Linked DNA regions of Zea mays: region 1 is linked to region 2. Evidence: chromatin contacts called from public Hi-C data. All regions are on one chromosome and are shown on one strand. The core of a region is the stretch at or near the end of the contact, and the rest is flanking DNA. Distances in the headings are between cores, read along the strand shown.

What was found. A called contact is a pair of places that touch in the nucleus more often than the background predicts.
Region 1: a Hi-C map of ear shows a contact between it and region 2, with 5 times the contacts expected there. The contact joins the promoter of LOC541995 here to the promoter of LOC103629684 in region 2. A contact is called at or near these places in 5 of 25 Hi-C or Micro-C datasets (ear, endosperm, leaf and 2 more) and 1 of 3 datasets of contacts at active chromatin or transcription factors (leaf).

The regions. Positions count from the first base shown.
Region 1 is chr6:104,864,326-104,868,704 of Zm-B73-REFERENCE-NAM-5.0, reverse strand. LOC541995 (SBP-domain protein 3) reads left to right here and starts at 1,933. Exons shown (of 3, transcript NM_001111646.2): 1 at 1,933-2,820; 2 at 3,776-3,957; 3 at 4,173-4,379. The coding sequence starts at 2,105.
Region 2 is chr6:104,650,472-104,654,543 of Zm-B73-REFERENCE-NAM-5.0, reverse strand. LOC103629684 (RNA-directed DNA polymerase (reverse transcriptase)) reads right to left here and starts at 1,863. Exons shown (of 3, transcript XM_020539364.1): 1 at 1-1,863. The coding sequence starts at 1,286.

The DNA of each region.
Region 1 (4,379 bases), core at 684-3,183, 210 kb before region 2:
ATTTGGGAATTCCCATTGACTGTAAGAAGCTAAGCAATATGAAATGGGCTTTTATGGAGGAAAAAATGAACAAAAAATTAGGAATGTGGAAAAGTAGATTTCTGAGCATTGGGGGGAGAGTGACTTTGATTAATAGCAGTCTTTCAAACCTCCCCCAGTACATGCTTTCCTTATTCTTGGCCCCTAAGCTTGTCCTTAAAAAATGGGATACTTTTAGAAAAAGAATGTTGTGGCAAGGTGGAGATAACACTAGGAAATATCATTTGGTTAATTGGCCGATAGTTTGCTCCCCGAAAGATCAAGGGGGTTTGGGTATTCTTGATCTGAGAAACATGAACATTAGCCTGTTGACCAAATGGTTATGGAGGTTGGAGACTTCGGATGGACTGTGGCAAAAGATTATCAGGCATAAATATATAAAAGATAATCCCTTGATTGTGGTGAAAAAAACAAAATATATCTCAGTTTTGGAGGGGGCTCTTGGAGAATAAAGATCTGTTTCATAAATTCTGCACAAAAAAGTTGGGAATGGTTCTCATACTTGTTTTTGGCTGGATATCTGGTGTGGGGATTCTCCTTTTAGAGTCAAGTTCAAAAGGTTATTTGATTTAACCTTTGACAAAAAAATCAGGGTTGACCAAGTGATCTCTTCTAATTTTCAGGGGTTGAATTTTAGAAGGCATTTGGTAGGTGAAAATGCTGTCATGTTTGAAAATTTAAAGAGAATGTGCTCTGATATTCATTTGTCCCAAGAAATAGATCGTGTTAATTGGTCTCTTGATAAAAATGGCTTCTCTACTAAATCCTTATATAACCGGATTAGTTGTGAGGGAGTAAAAGTCCCTTACAGATTTCTATGGAAAATCAAAATCCCCCATAAAATCAAGATATTCTTATGGCTGATTATCAAGAACAGAATTCTCTCGAAGGAAAATTTGATTAAAAGAAGCTGGTCTGGGGTCTCTGATTGCGTCTTTTGTGGCTTGTTTGAATCTACTAAGCATTTGGTTTTTGAATGCTCAGTAGCTCGATTCATTTGGCGTCTGATTCAGATTGCACTTTATTTGCCTACTACTCCGTCAGATGTGGAACATCTAACTGGGGTGTGGCTTAGAAACTTTGATAAGGGGTACAGAAAATCTGTTGCAGTTGGGTGCGGAGCTGTTCTATGGGCGATCTGGAAGTCCAGAAATTCTGTTTGCTTTAATAAAAAACTCCATAATGACCCCACTGATGTAATCTTCATGTGTTGTTCTCTTTTGGATTACTGGGCACTAATGCAGACAGGGAGAACAAAAAAGATGTTGGAGGCAGGAAGCAAGCGAATCAGAGAGACGGCAAGAGAGGTGTTTAATCACGCGCATGGGTGGGCTCCGGTGACAAGAAGTATCACATGGTGAATTGGCAGCTGAGAGTGGTCGGCTGTAGACAATTAAGTAAGTGTTTGGTAAGACTTAGTTGATCTAAATAAGGTTGTAAGTCTAGATTCCTGTGTCCCTGATCTCTTTTTTGGCGTTGCTCTGTTGGGATGTAGCCATGTGCCATCCTTGTTGAATGACGGGCTTCGTGACCTGTGTTGGTTGTAAAAACTCTATCGTTCTATTTCTTAATGAAATAGGGGGCACTGCACTTTTGGTTAAAAAAAATAAAAAAAATTTGGATCGGGTTCGTCTGTCCCCAAAACAACCATGGCGTGGCTTGTAGCACCGAAACAGCAAGGTGCCCGAAATGCCCGATGAGGCGTCGCCCAGAGTGGCAGAGCCTTGCCACTAGCGGACAAGCAACACGCCAAGAGTTTTAATGCTAGTAACCAACGGGCACAACACGCGACACGAACACGAGCGCGCGCACACACACTCTCTCTCTCTCTCTCCTCCCCCACTGCCTTTTTAACCAACCCCCGCGGCAGCGGCCTCCCTCCACTCGATCGCTCTCACAATCACTCAACCACTGCCTCCAGCTCCAGCAGCAGCTAGCTCAGCTCGATCGTCCTCCCGACCCGATCCATCCACCCCACTCCCCGTGCTCCACCATCTCGGCATCTCGCTCGCTCACTTAGCTCGAGCTGCGGCAAACAGCCGGCCGGCAGTCCGGCACACGGGAGATGATGACCGGGAGGCTGAACGTGGCCACGTCGTCCTCGCCAGGAGGAGACGACTTCCTGTTCATGCCCATGCAGCAGCATCAGCCGCCGCCGCCTCCTCCTCCGCCCTACGTCGGGTTCGAGCACGGCCACGGCGTGGCGGGAGGCGGCAGCCAGCGCGTTGCCGGAGGGGTGCAGCACCACCTCTACGACGGCCTCGACTTCGCCGCCTCGGCGCTGCAGTTCCAGCAGGCGGAGGCGCCGCACCTGCACCAGCAGCAGCTGCTCACGCTGCCGTCCAGTCTCGGCCCCATGGCGCCGCCTCCGCCGCCGCCGCCGCTGCCCATGCCTATGCCCGTGCCCGGGATGCCCGGCGACCACGTGTACCCGGCGCTCGGGATGGTGAAGCGCGAGGGCGGCGGCGCGGACGGGAGGATCGGGCTCAACCTCGGCCGCCGCACCTACTTCTCCCCAGGGGACATGATGGCCGTGGACCGCCTCCTGATGCGGTCCCGCCTCGGCGGCGGCGGCGGCGCCTTCGGGCTCGGCTTCGGCTTCGGCTTCGGCGGCGCGCACCACCTGCAGGCTCCCCCGCGCTGCCAGGCCGAGGGCTGCAAGGCCGACCTCTCCGGCGCCAAGCACTACCACCGCCGCCACAAGGTCTGCGAGTACCACGCCAAGGCCTCCGTCGTCGCCACCGGCGGCAAGCAGCAGCGCTTCTGCCAGCAATGCAGCAGGTACGTACGTTGCCTAGCTAGCCGCGCGTCGTCTCTCTCGCTCTACCTAGCTAGCGTGCGAAGAAGCTGAAAAAAGGCATAGCACGTACGGAAGTATCAGTAGTTGAGGTTGCTTTTTTACTCAAAGGCTAGCTAGGTGTGAGTCCTCCTGGTCGCTAGCGAGCGAGGTGCTGCCTGCTCTGCTGGCCTGGTCTACAACGCAACTCTCCTCCCTCCCTTTCCCTGACGGCTGTGCATGCCTGATGCCTGGTTCGTGTTTCTTGTCTCTTGCGGTTGCGGCCATGGAAGGCTGCAGGCTGCTGCAACCATATGCTCCATTGCATGCGTATAGAAAAGCAACCTCACTTGCACTACAGCCACTGCACCACCATCGTCCACAGGGACAAGCTCGTTGACTGTTGCTCGAGCATAAAATCAACTGAAAAAATAAAACGCAAACATGTACGGAGCAAATGGTAGGATGCATCATGCAACGCAAAACGTCGATCAGCTCGGTTGTCGCGAACTACTCCACTCCGTCGTGGATCCTGCCGTTGTTTCGTGGCCTTTCTCTGCAGTTCGCTGGCTCTCGGGATCGCTGGGGGACAAAATCATGAAAGAATCTCAAAGGCAAAAGGCTGCGTCTGCATGCGTGCTACTGCTAGCAGCAGGCAGAGACACCTGCCGAGCGAGCGTCTGTGGCCTTGCTTGCTTTTAGCTGCTGCTGCAGCCTGCACACTGGCAATGGCTGCGTGCAGTGCAGGATCTCGAGCCAGGGCTAGCTGTGGGCGCGTATCTCTGCTTTGCTCTTTATCCCTGCATTGACCAACGCGGCTAGTGGACCAGTCAGTAGTCGCCGATCGAGTCCAGTTCAGTCCAGTGTGATTCGATCATACGCGCGTTACGCTACGTTACGGCTGCAGCAAGTGTTTTTGTTCACCCGCCCGTCTCTTTGTTGAAATTGTCGCGTGGCTAGGTTTCACGTGCTGTCGGAGTTCGACGAGGTCAAGAGGAGCTGCCGGAAACGGCTGGCCGAGCACAACCGCCGCCGCCGGAAGCCGCCCACCACCGCCTCATCCAAGGACGCCGCGTCGCCGCCGGCTAACAAGAAGCCCAACTGCGGCTCCATCACAAGCTCTTACTCCACTGACAACAAGAGTAAGCATATATACATATCTATACGCGTACTTAGTTTTCCTGTCATGGATCAATAATAACACTCGATCGATCAGCACTCTATACTACACGCACGCACTCTTGTTGCCTTGCTTGTCTTGACGTAATATCTGATGGATCGACCTACCTGCTCTCGTTGTTCCTGACCTGGGCATGCAACGCAACTTGTGTGTGGATGGATGGGCACCATAATGCAGACCTGAACACGGCCAAGTCGACCATGTCATCGAACACGGGCAGCGTGATCAGCTGCCTGGACCAGGCCGCGGGCAACAAGCAGCTGCAGGCGAGGCCGACGCTGACCCTCGGCGCGTCGCCGGACAGGGACCAGCACCACCACCAGCTGAGAGCCATGCTCCAGGCCCAAGCAGCGGCCGGCGGCGGCCACCACCACCACCAGGAGC
Region 2 (4,072 bases), core at 614-3,113:
GCTCTCTTTGCTTTCTCTGACATGGGTGGGTGCAACACTGACGGTGGCACAGCTTGGAATTCTATCCCCAGGAACTCAATCTTCTCTGATACAGCGCTGTGGATTGAGCTCCCCAATCTGTCCACCCTCACCTCTAAATCCCTCTCCAAGACTGCAATTATCCTGTTCCTGATCTCAATTGTGAGCATCTTCGACCCGGACGTCACAACCAGAATATCATCTAGATATCGAATCGCATATACTCTCACAGGTGTATGCCGAACGCTGTCATCTTTCATTCTAGGATGTTTTTTGTGCACTTCCTCACGGAGGGCCATTATCTCTCCATCCACACGATTGAAGAATATGTTCACTAGCGTGCTAGTGAGCTCTGATTCCTGTGGCAGCCCGCGTCCGAGCTCGCAACCACCAAGCTCAAATGCGACCGCATCAGAGACGAACAGTTCGTTCAGGAACTCCAGGAACCCGGGATCATCGACCTTACTGGAGATGGCACCGAGCAGACGGCAAACGTGGCGAGGGGCGAAGGGCTGCCGCGGGATGGCGACACGGAAGAACCAGGACGCGCTGGGAATGGACTTGAGGTATCGGACAGCTGTGTGGCGGCCGCGGTAAGCGAAGGTGGCTGCGCGCGGGGCGAACACGGCGTCGAGGACGGAGGCGGCGCAGCGCAAAGCGAGGCGGAGCGGTAGCGTGGGGACGGGAAGCGGCTGGCCCTTGATGCGGGACGGGAGGAGGAGGCGGAGGTGGGATGATGGGGATGAGAACGCGGCGGCAGCGGCGGCAATGGTGATTGGTGGGGGCTGGGGCGGGACGGGGAGGGATGGGTGCGCGCGGTGGCTTAGGTGGAGCGCGCAGGAGAGGAGGACGGAGGGGTGCGAGAGGAGGGGGAGAAGAGAGTGGAAGCGGTGGCTGGAGGCAGAGTAGTGACAGCGGCGGAGGAGTTGCTCGAGGTCCGCGGCCGAGAGCGGCGGCGCAGCGGGTGGAGTGGCAGCGGGAGCGTTGGAGAACGCGCGGGGTGTGGGGATGATGAAGAAGTGGCACACGCGGGTGTGGGCGAGGCGGTGGAGCATGAGCGGCGTGTAGATGGAGAAGGTGGACGTGCTGCTCGCTGCGGCGGCCGGGCGGGAGGAAGGTCCGATCGCTGCGCGGCTGCGTCGACAGGGAAGGGATGAGGGACCGTAGCGCGCGATTTGGGCCGAACAATGAGAACGGGCCGACGCGCGAGCACGCGGCAGCGTGCGCAATTTGGGCTGAGCAGTGAGAACGGCCCGACTATCGTGCATGGGGCAGCCTTGTTTAGGTTAAGTAACCCTAGTTAGGGTTATGTGGACAAATATCTGCTTTATCTCTGAGGGGTTTCACATCTCTATATAAGGAACTTGTACACCACCTCATAATACAAAGAAGAGAAAGAGGCCAATGGCCCAACACTATATCCTGTGTCTCGTGTGTTACTCTGTCGTGCTTCTGGGAAGGGAGACGGGTTCTCTACAGCTTCTTGTGCCTCTACTGCTGACGGGAGGGAAGGGAGCAGATCTGGTGATCTGCGGCAACGTAGTTCTCAACACGTTATCAGCACTGCTCTACCCCGACTCGTGGATCCTATCGGCACCGACTCTCCGTCACGCCGGCAGGTCCCGGCCTTGCCGAACTGTCCTACGCGACAGGCTTCGTTCCCGTTTGTCGAACCAGGAATCACGGTATGAAATTTTGAGTGGATCTGCAATTTACTGTTCATCGCGTATATCGCTTGTGAGCCCGTATGCATGCTGCCTGTCAGATCTGATGGCGGCTCGACCGCCCACTAGCCCAGCGAGTAGATCCAGCGGCGGGCCGCCCTCAAGCCCCAGGCCCCAGCGCACAGATCCTCCATGCGGCGACTAGGACACTCCCTGGTGGAGTAGGGGTGGCTCTGGTGGCTGGGCGGTTAGAGACGGAGAAAAAAATAGGCTTGCATGGCTTTTGGGCGATTAACGTTTCCTTGCATGGCGGTTAGAGTCGTGTCTTGCATGGCGGTTGACTTTCTTAGAAAAAAAGAGGAAAGCTAATTTGTGTCATGCAACGACTTGCTTGTGGGCTTCACCATGGCTGGCCGCATGCGGATATGAATTTGCAGCCGTACGAAGCCTATGCGATGGTGCACATGGAGCCTATGTGCCTGTACTGCTGTACCGTTAGCCTATGAAAGATGGAGATGGCGTGGGCGTTTCCCACGAGCGGGTCCTTCGCGTGGACCATTTCTTTCCTCTCCATTTTGGCTAGATAAGATCGAGGTCGATTTTCCATGGGGCTTCTTCCTGGTCGCGAGGCTGCATGGCCGTAAACAAACGTGCGTGCTTGCACAGCGGTTCAAAGAAATAAAAAGGGCTATGGCAGCTTGTTGGTTGAAAAAAGTAAAATAATAGACTTATAACTCAGGGCCTTACGATTTTCCAAAAAAAAACCTTTTAGATTAATCAAGTTTGGTATAATTTATCTATTCTATTTACTTACTGTTATAAATAACAAATAGAATGAAGCATGTTTTATGTTACAATTTCTACCTTATTTAATTATTTCCTGTAGTAAATAATTAGCAAAAAAATAATATATGCTTCAAAATGAGAAAATACCTTTTTGCACTCGATGTGTTTATGTTCGTGTATTAATTTCGGTATTATTTTCTGTTTTATTTCCTGTAGTAAATAGCAGAAAATTATTTGAAATACATGTGGTTATACTACGCATAAATCAAATTGCTCTAAGTATTTGTGTCGCTTTGAGCTTTCGGACTCACATTGAGCAATTAAATTGTATAATGGGTACTCAGACATGCCGAACAGACTGCGTTGTTAATTGACTGAGTTATGACATTGGCTGCGTCATGTGATTGCTATGCCGTAGTCTCGCTTAATCGGACCGCTCCTGTTGAGTCGGACCGCCATCGTCGAGTCACACATTTTTCGTATGCCCTGCAGGCACTGTCCGTCTGTCATGATCATCAAGCCACAGTTGCACCTGTTGTGCACGTTGTGTGGACTTATTGTGTACCCCGACTACCGAGCCACAATTGCGCTTGTTGCGCTTGTTATAAAGGCTTGTTGTATTGTTGTTGCACTGATGGCCACACATACGTTGACGCCAGAACGCTAGAGTTTGTACTTGCGTGGATTGTGGTGTGTCGTTCAAGCCCCTAAAGTCACATTATGCGCAACCTTCGTAAACAATTTTGTTTTCACTCTATATTTTGTTTGATTGTGTTGTGTGGCATCGTATATTTATATATATCGCCAAGTGGCCATAACAACTATATTAAATCTGGGAAATTAAATCGAAATACAATGAAACACAGATAGGTTAAATCTCTGCTCTCTCCTACTGCATAAAGTTTTACCCGAAGTAACCTGAAGAAATTCAATATTAATGCATGAAAGCCTTTTTTTGGCACAGAAAACATCACAAATTGAAATTTTATTAGTAAGCAATAAGACCTTGTCAGATGAATAAATGCTAGAATCTCAGTCATACATTGCTCAACCAGATGTTGGCACATTGCTATTTGTCGCTGAATGGCATGAAGCGAACTTTGAGATAAATGGCTAGTACTTTAGCAACACGAAGTTGCGAGTACATCGAAAGGTAATTCTGAGATTTTTTTTACAATGTTTGTGTGAAAAACCATTGTGTGTTCCCGTCAAACTACTTTACTCGTCCTATCTAGGACCTCTATGCTTTGCATACATCTCTCAGAATTGTAAATACTTATAGTCGTTGAATTGACTTGGAATAGTCCTTTGACTGGTATGGTATACACTATAAGCTAAATGGTAAAGGTCAGTCCTAAATGGACACATACCTGGGGTTTATGTAGCCGAACTACACTGAATTCCACCCTTTGGCATGCTTACCATTATCTACCACCGATCTACCAGAAGTGAGAAGAGTAGACAAATAACTATGAAATCCCACATCACCACAGAGCTTGAAGCTAAATTAGACATTAACATGTCCTTGGTCCTCGGAGCCAGAAGAGCCATATGTCTTGACCACTAGACTACTAGTGATGATAATTTGTGATGGAAATATGAAG